Regions from separate parts of the Triticum aestivum genome. Here region 2 is linked to region 1. The links are chromatin contacts, called in public Hi-C maps. All regions are on one chromosome and are shown on one strand. Each heading gives the region's core, a stretch centred on a gene start, on an enhancer-like site or on the middle of the called end of the contact. The rest is flanking DNA. Distances are from core to core; before and after follow the strand shown.

Region 1 (3,192 bases), core at 612-3,111:
TTTTCAAGCTCTTGAATAATGTTGACTTTAGAAAAATAAGCATCAGGAATGATTACCCCCATCATGCTAGCTCTAAGCATTAAATCAGGATCAGATAAGACAGTGAAGGAGTTGGTAGATGGAGATGTACCTTCCATATCTCTCTTCTTGTTAGTAGATTAAATGGCTCACTTAAGTGTTGCTGGTTCTGTTATACTGAGGTTGAGACCATTTTAATAATTTAAATTATGTTGGTTTTACCCATGACAATTAGCTAGTGAATATTTGCAACCCAGCAAACATTTTTTATTTACTATTTGAAGAAATAATAATTTGAATTTGAATTTCACTAGGGTTTCAATCAAGGGACAATTATGGTTAGCAAAATAAGATGACATTGCATAATTAGGATGAGATCAATGTAGCTTAATTATAGGGGAGTTACACCCTCACCACCACCTCTCAAAAAGAAAAGAAATAGTTATGCTTAATGGCCTTGGAGTAGGATTTTCTACAATAGTTTGCCACAGAACTAGTTAAGGTTTTCAACGGTGTAAAAGTTCTCAAAAATTCTGAAAAAAACTAAACCAACACACCTATAATATAATATGATCCAACAGATGGATTGAAAAAATATGACTGCATGTGTCCTGGACAAAAAGAACAAATGTTTCAATATATATTGATCCTGAAGTGAGCTGAAACGCTTGTTTTTTTTGCTAAGGACACATAAATGCATATTTTCACAATCACACCGTTGGATCATCTTATTATATTGGAGTGAGGCTCCCCTATTTATTTCATATTTTTTACTTACTTTTAAACCGTTAAATGTTTAGCAAGTCTTAACTAGTTCTGTGACAAGCTATGATAGACACAATTTTACCTACTAGCCTTGGGAAATAAGATAGCGTAATTGATGTTGACGAAAGACGGAAGATGAAGGATTATAATGGACAACAATACCTGTGTGATGTCACTTTGCTGGATGAGAGTTATATGATTGTATTCTCTTGCATTGTAAAGATGGATTGCTAGTACACATTACAAAATTTGAATCTCTAGTATACACTAGGTTGTGCACAATAATGTTCAATTTTTTGAAAACTCATTAGAAATATGATGGTAAATAACTAATAGTCTAAATGGTCGCCAAAATATGTCCAATGGGTTTCACTTTCAAAGCCCTCGCCGATGATAGTAAAACAGACAAACCAGTAAAAAGACCAAGTCAAAGAACGCTTTGGCATTTTAAAGTAAATTGATGTGCGTTTCGTCAGTAGTAAGAAGGGAAATTACTCCTCCGTCCTATATAATGCTAAGATGTTATTGGTGTATTATTATTGTTGTTATGTTATATTAGAGAGAGGGGTGGGTTTTAAGATTTTTTCTAGGGCATACCGTGAAACACACTTTGTAGATGCTGGATGTAATTGATATATTCATGATATTAATATATTTTCTTTATAAAAAATGTCATGAAACACAGATACACAACTACACAAACGATGCGAACCAATATGTGGTTGGATGGTTAAAGGGATCGTGGTATCCCAGCCCACCAGGGTTCAGCCTGGTGCTCGCATTTATTCCTAAATTTATTTCAGGATTTTCGGCGACACGCATTCAGTGAAAGGAGACGTTCCCGTCGACGACGAGGTGCTTAGGTGACTTTGTAAATTTCAAGATGATATGCCGGCTCAGTCTTTCGAAGGTGCTCATAGGGGTAGGATGTGTGTATACATTTATAGGGATGAATGTATGTATGCACGTGTATATGAGTGCTTGCGTTTATACTGTGTTAAATAAAACTACACAAGCGATAGGCGCCTGTATTGGTTCCGTAGATTTTTCAGAAAGAAAGAGGGAGACAGAGGGGAAAAAAGAAACGATGGCAGGCCTGGTTCACCAAATTGACGGATACAGAGGATCCCTGGTTCCCCAAAGCGGTTGTTCCCCATTCTTAAACCTTCCACGACCCTCTCCTCACTTCCGGCCTGCTTCCACTCTTCTCCGTCAGGATTTCGTTCCAGAAATCGAAGGATGAAGATCATTCCGGTGGCTTGCTTGGAGGATAACTATGCCTACCTGTACGAATCTTGAACCTTGCTTCCCTTGTTGCTTAGCTTCTGCTCGGAGATCCGTTTGAGATCCTGTTTATTCTCTTTTCAAGGATCGTTGACGAGAGCACCAAGGCGGCGGCGGCCGTCGACCCGGTGGAGCCGGAGAAGGTGCTGGCGGCGGCCAGCGAGGTCGGCGCCTACATCGACTGCGTCCTCACCACCCACCACCACTGGTACGCCATCCATCCCATTCCCATCCCATCCCAGCCTAGCAATTCATCGGCTTACTTCCCTTGGTTGTTAAGAGGGTCACTACTTTCTAGAATACGGATGTGCTCTGCTTCGTGCTTCTATAGTTGTTGCAGAACAAACCAGTATAATTGCAAAAACGTCACTCGTGTAATCATGCTACGTGTTCTTATAGAACTCGAAAATAGAGATGGAGAAATGGAAAAGGAAAGATAAAGCTAATAGCTTGATGCTCTTATTGCTCTGAGGATAACTACAAGGTGAATTAGGGATGTAAACGGAGCAGAAATTCAGTCCGCCCAACACCTTGTCTTCGGCCGCCCCTTCGCCGTCTCCTTCTGGACCAAGCTGGGCGTCCTGCTCCTTGGCACGTCGGTCAAGTCACTGCACCTGCTGGACGTCTCTCCGGCCATCGGTCAGGCATCGGTTGACACCTTCCTGTTGCTGTGTTGCTGGCACTTGTGGGAGCATCCGAACGGTGTGGTGTTCCGCGGCCTGCGGCCATCTCTTTCGCTTCTCCTCAAGCGCTGCCGCGAGGACGCTGCTCTGTGGCGTGGAAGGCTGAAGAGTGATAGACAGGGAGACGTCGACTCGTGACTGATCGCCCTTGCAGCTTACCTTGTGCTATGTCAACCCCGTGCTGTCTATCCCAAAATGATGTAAACATTCTGCCCCCAGGAGGCTTGCCCCTGTTCTTTTAATGAAATGTTCAGGTGGGACACCCCCGTCCCCCTGAAAATTCAAAAAAAAAGGAGCGGAAACGGAAACAGACGGAACTGAGTGTTGCCGCATTTGTTTTCTTATTTTTTTTTTCCGGAAGTGGAAACGAATACGGAAAGAGATATTACCGGTAATGAATACGGTGCGGACGTGATACAAATCCGTATGTTCGCCGGAACTA
Region 2 (3,146 bases), core at 547-3,046, 390 kb before region 1:
ATGCCACATTTTCTGGACTCGACCTATGTCCCATCCATCGGGACTGACATGTCGCCTTTTGACCTTGCCCATACGCAGGGGATGACATGGCTCTGTTGTCAGTTCCTGCTTGTTGATGACAGGTGACGAGCGCACAATAGGGTGTACCCTGGAGCGTCGTCGACAATTGCTGCCCCCAACTATTCCTTGCGTCATATCTTTCCCGTGGCCCTTTTTAGTGAGGTATGGGGAGCATTGACATATCCACAACAAGTGGTTAGAAGGTGAGGTCAACTGCCTCCCCCAGGACTATAAAAGGAGCAAACAAAGTTTTCTACGAGGAGGAGGGGGGGGGGGGGGGGGGATTGGGAACACTTAGAGCTCAGTATGCCCATGTAAGCATGAGAGCTCTCGATATACAAGAAAGAACACACAACGCGGGAGTAGGGTGTTACATCTCGGCGGTGGCTTGAACCTGGGTAAACTGAAGTGACTTAGTGTTTTAACACCTGGACGAACAATCTAGGAGAGCTCGCTAATGTCCGATCTCAACAATTATCCATGGACAGTAAGGTGACAAGAACAACCAGGAAAATATGGATTGAATGGCACGGTGAAAATGTGTGCGCCAAAGAGTAAAGGAGGGATAAGTTTTCTTGATATCCACGGTTTCATCTTAGCAATGTTGGAAAAGCAAGCAATGAGACTCCTTGAGAACTGAGAGTCGCTATGTGTTCTATTCTTGGTGAGAAATATTATCTGGATGGCAACTATTTAGAGGCGAAGCTCAAGAAGAGGTTGTCCTTTACGTGACATGGTAACATGGCTGGAGTAAATGTGCTACGTCACAGTTATATCTGAAGAGCCGGGGATGGACAATTATGGGAGGATGCATGGATACGTGACAGGGTAACGTTGCTTGGAACATTACAAAGGGTGGCACCTTCTCCGTAAGATCGTAGAATGGAATTATAAATTTGGTGAACGGCTTTGACACAGGACATAAATGGTGCTATTCTGCTAATTCTATTGGAATGAAATTTGGCAATTGTTGTGCCCAACAAAAGTTGAAATTTTCTTGTGGAGAACTCTCCATGGCACCCTCCCTCGACAGCCTCCCTATAATAGGCTAATACATATAAAACATGCTCCGTATAAATATGAAAAAATAGAATTTAGATGTACAATACTTATAGCACATCAAAATATGCTTTAACAAAACTGTATGAAGAATAATAATACGACGAGTCCGCTAAGATGATCTAATGCTCCATTATTCCTAGATCCCTCCATCATCCCCAGTGGACTTTGTTGTCGTGCGTGCGTGGAGCTGGGGCCGGTGTACATGGCCGGCACCGGCAAAAAGGGCAGACATGTTGTGCGTGGCGTTAGTAGGAGGGGTTGGGGTTCCCATCTGGTGGTCAATGTCCTTCCACTCGTGCAATTCCCAACCCAACGTTTGCTTTGTCAGCGCTTGTTGACCAGCACCATCAGCTAGCCTTGATCGATTAACAAAGAGCAGCCGGCCAGCCAACTTTGGCGAGGTCGCCATCACACACACGATCGTTATTCGTTAGCGAGCAGTGGCGGCGCGGTTGCGTTGACGTGGCGCGCACCGGAGCGCGCTGGCGCTGCGGTGCAAATGGGGCACCATCGTCCTAACCCCAACGCAGGCCGCATGCTTCTTCCATGGCGTAATCATTCCTATTCTTTTCCTTGCACTGGAGGCTGACTCATGACACGAACCTTCCGGTCCTGGCCTGGCCTGGATCCCCTCCCTATAAAATCCACACGTACGCCGGCTGCTGCTACTCGGACACCAGTCTCGATCGACCCGTCTGCCTTGCCTGCCGCGAGCATTATTAGCGCGTCGATCCAGGTTAGATTACGATCTTCCTTATTACTCCTTCCTTCCCTTTTTGTTTGGAAATGGAACATGATCGTGACCTGGAAAGAGTCTCTCACGACTGATATGTGGTGTGTTTCTCCTACGTACGACGTACGTACCAACTCATTACTTCGAGTATTTTGTCCAGCCCACGTTTGTTTGGTAATCCCGGGCGCGCGGCATTGATGGGTTCCTCCCAGGCGCTTGCTCTGTGGGTGGTGATCACGCACCTCCTCTCCCTTGGCGGCGGCTTCGTAAGCTGCGCCAAGCCGAGCTTCTGGCCGAGCTCGGCCACGCACGACGAGGCCGGCTGCCTCAGCTGGCGCGTCATGGTGGAGGCCAACAACGCGCGGGGCTGGCGTACGGTGCCGGCGCCCTGCGTCGGCTACGTCAAGGCCTACATGACCCGGGGCCAGTACGGCAGGGACCTGGACAGCGTCATGGAGCAGGTGTCCGCGTACGTCGACCAGATCGCCGCCGCCGCCGACGGCCTCGACGCCTGGATCTTCGACATCGACGACACCTGCCTCTCCAACCTGCTCTACTACCAGGCCAAGCGCTTCGGGTACGTGCGTCTCCATTTCCTTGTGTGCAAGTGCAACGAGAGAACGTGTTTCTACTTTCAAGTTTCAAGTAGAGTTAGCAGCCAGCGAATAATATATGATGTGTTTCAGGGCGTACGATCCCATGGCCTTCAAGAAGTGGGCTAGCCAGGGGGCCTGCCCGGGGATACCTCCGGTCCTTGAGCTGTTCGCGGCGCTGCAGGACAAGGGATTCAAGGCCTTCCTTGTCTCCGGGAGGGACGAGGAGACTCTGGGCTCCTGCACGTCCCAGAATCTGGAGTCAGAAGGGTTCTCAGGGTACGAGAGGCTCATGATGAGGTACACTACCAACACCCTCTTGGTGACTTAAACACACACTATTTTTGGTAATAGAGAATCCCTTGCTACTATTCAGAGAGAGGCAAGGTTGATTTCTGGCATAGAACATGATCGGAATGTGTTTGCAGAACTCCCGAGTACCGAGGGCAGAGCTCGTCGGTGTTCAAGTCGGCGATGAGGAAGCAGCTGGTGGACGAGGGCTACAGGATCCGCGGCAACGTCGGGGATCAGTGGAGCGACCTGCAGGGCGACAACGTCGGTGACCGCGTGTTCAAGATACCAAACCCCATGTACTTCGTCCCGTGAAAACACACGGGTCGCCGGAGGCCGGCCACCGGTGTGCTCGCTGCCTGCCTGCCTGCCTGATCGACTAATTCGTAGGCCGTGTAAACAACGGC

Evidence for each region. Hi-C and Micro-C count contacts between places; a contact is called where the count stands out from the background.
Region 2: a Hi-C map of leaf shows a contact between it and region 1, with 6 times the contacts expected there. The contact joins the promoter of LOC123081916 here to the promoter of LOC123085775 in region 1. A contact is called at or near these places in 2 of 5 Hi-C or Micro-C datasets (both in leaf).

What each region holds. Positions count from the first base shown.
Region 1 is chr4A:178,914,800-178,917,991 of IWGSC CS RefSeq v2.1, reverse strand. It overlaps LOC123085775 (hydroxyacylglutathione hydrolase cytoplasmic), which reads left to right and starts at 1,861. Exons shown (of 8, transcript XM_044507477.1): 1 at 1,861-2,069; 2 at 2,153-2,275. The coding sequence starts at 2,023.
Region 2 is chr4A:179,308,468-179,311,613 of IWGSC CS RefSeq v2.1, reverse strand. It overlaps LOC123081916 (acid phosphatase 1), which reads left to right and starts at 1,796. Exons shown (of 4, transcript XM_044504420.1): 1 at 1,796-1,858; 2 at 2,016-2,432; 3 at 2,542-2,748; 4 at 2,877-3,146. The coding sequence starts at 2,053. The coding sequence ends at 3,054.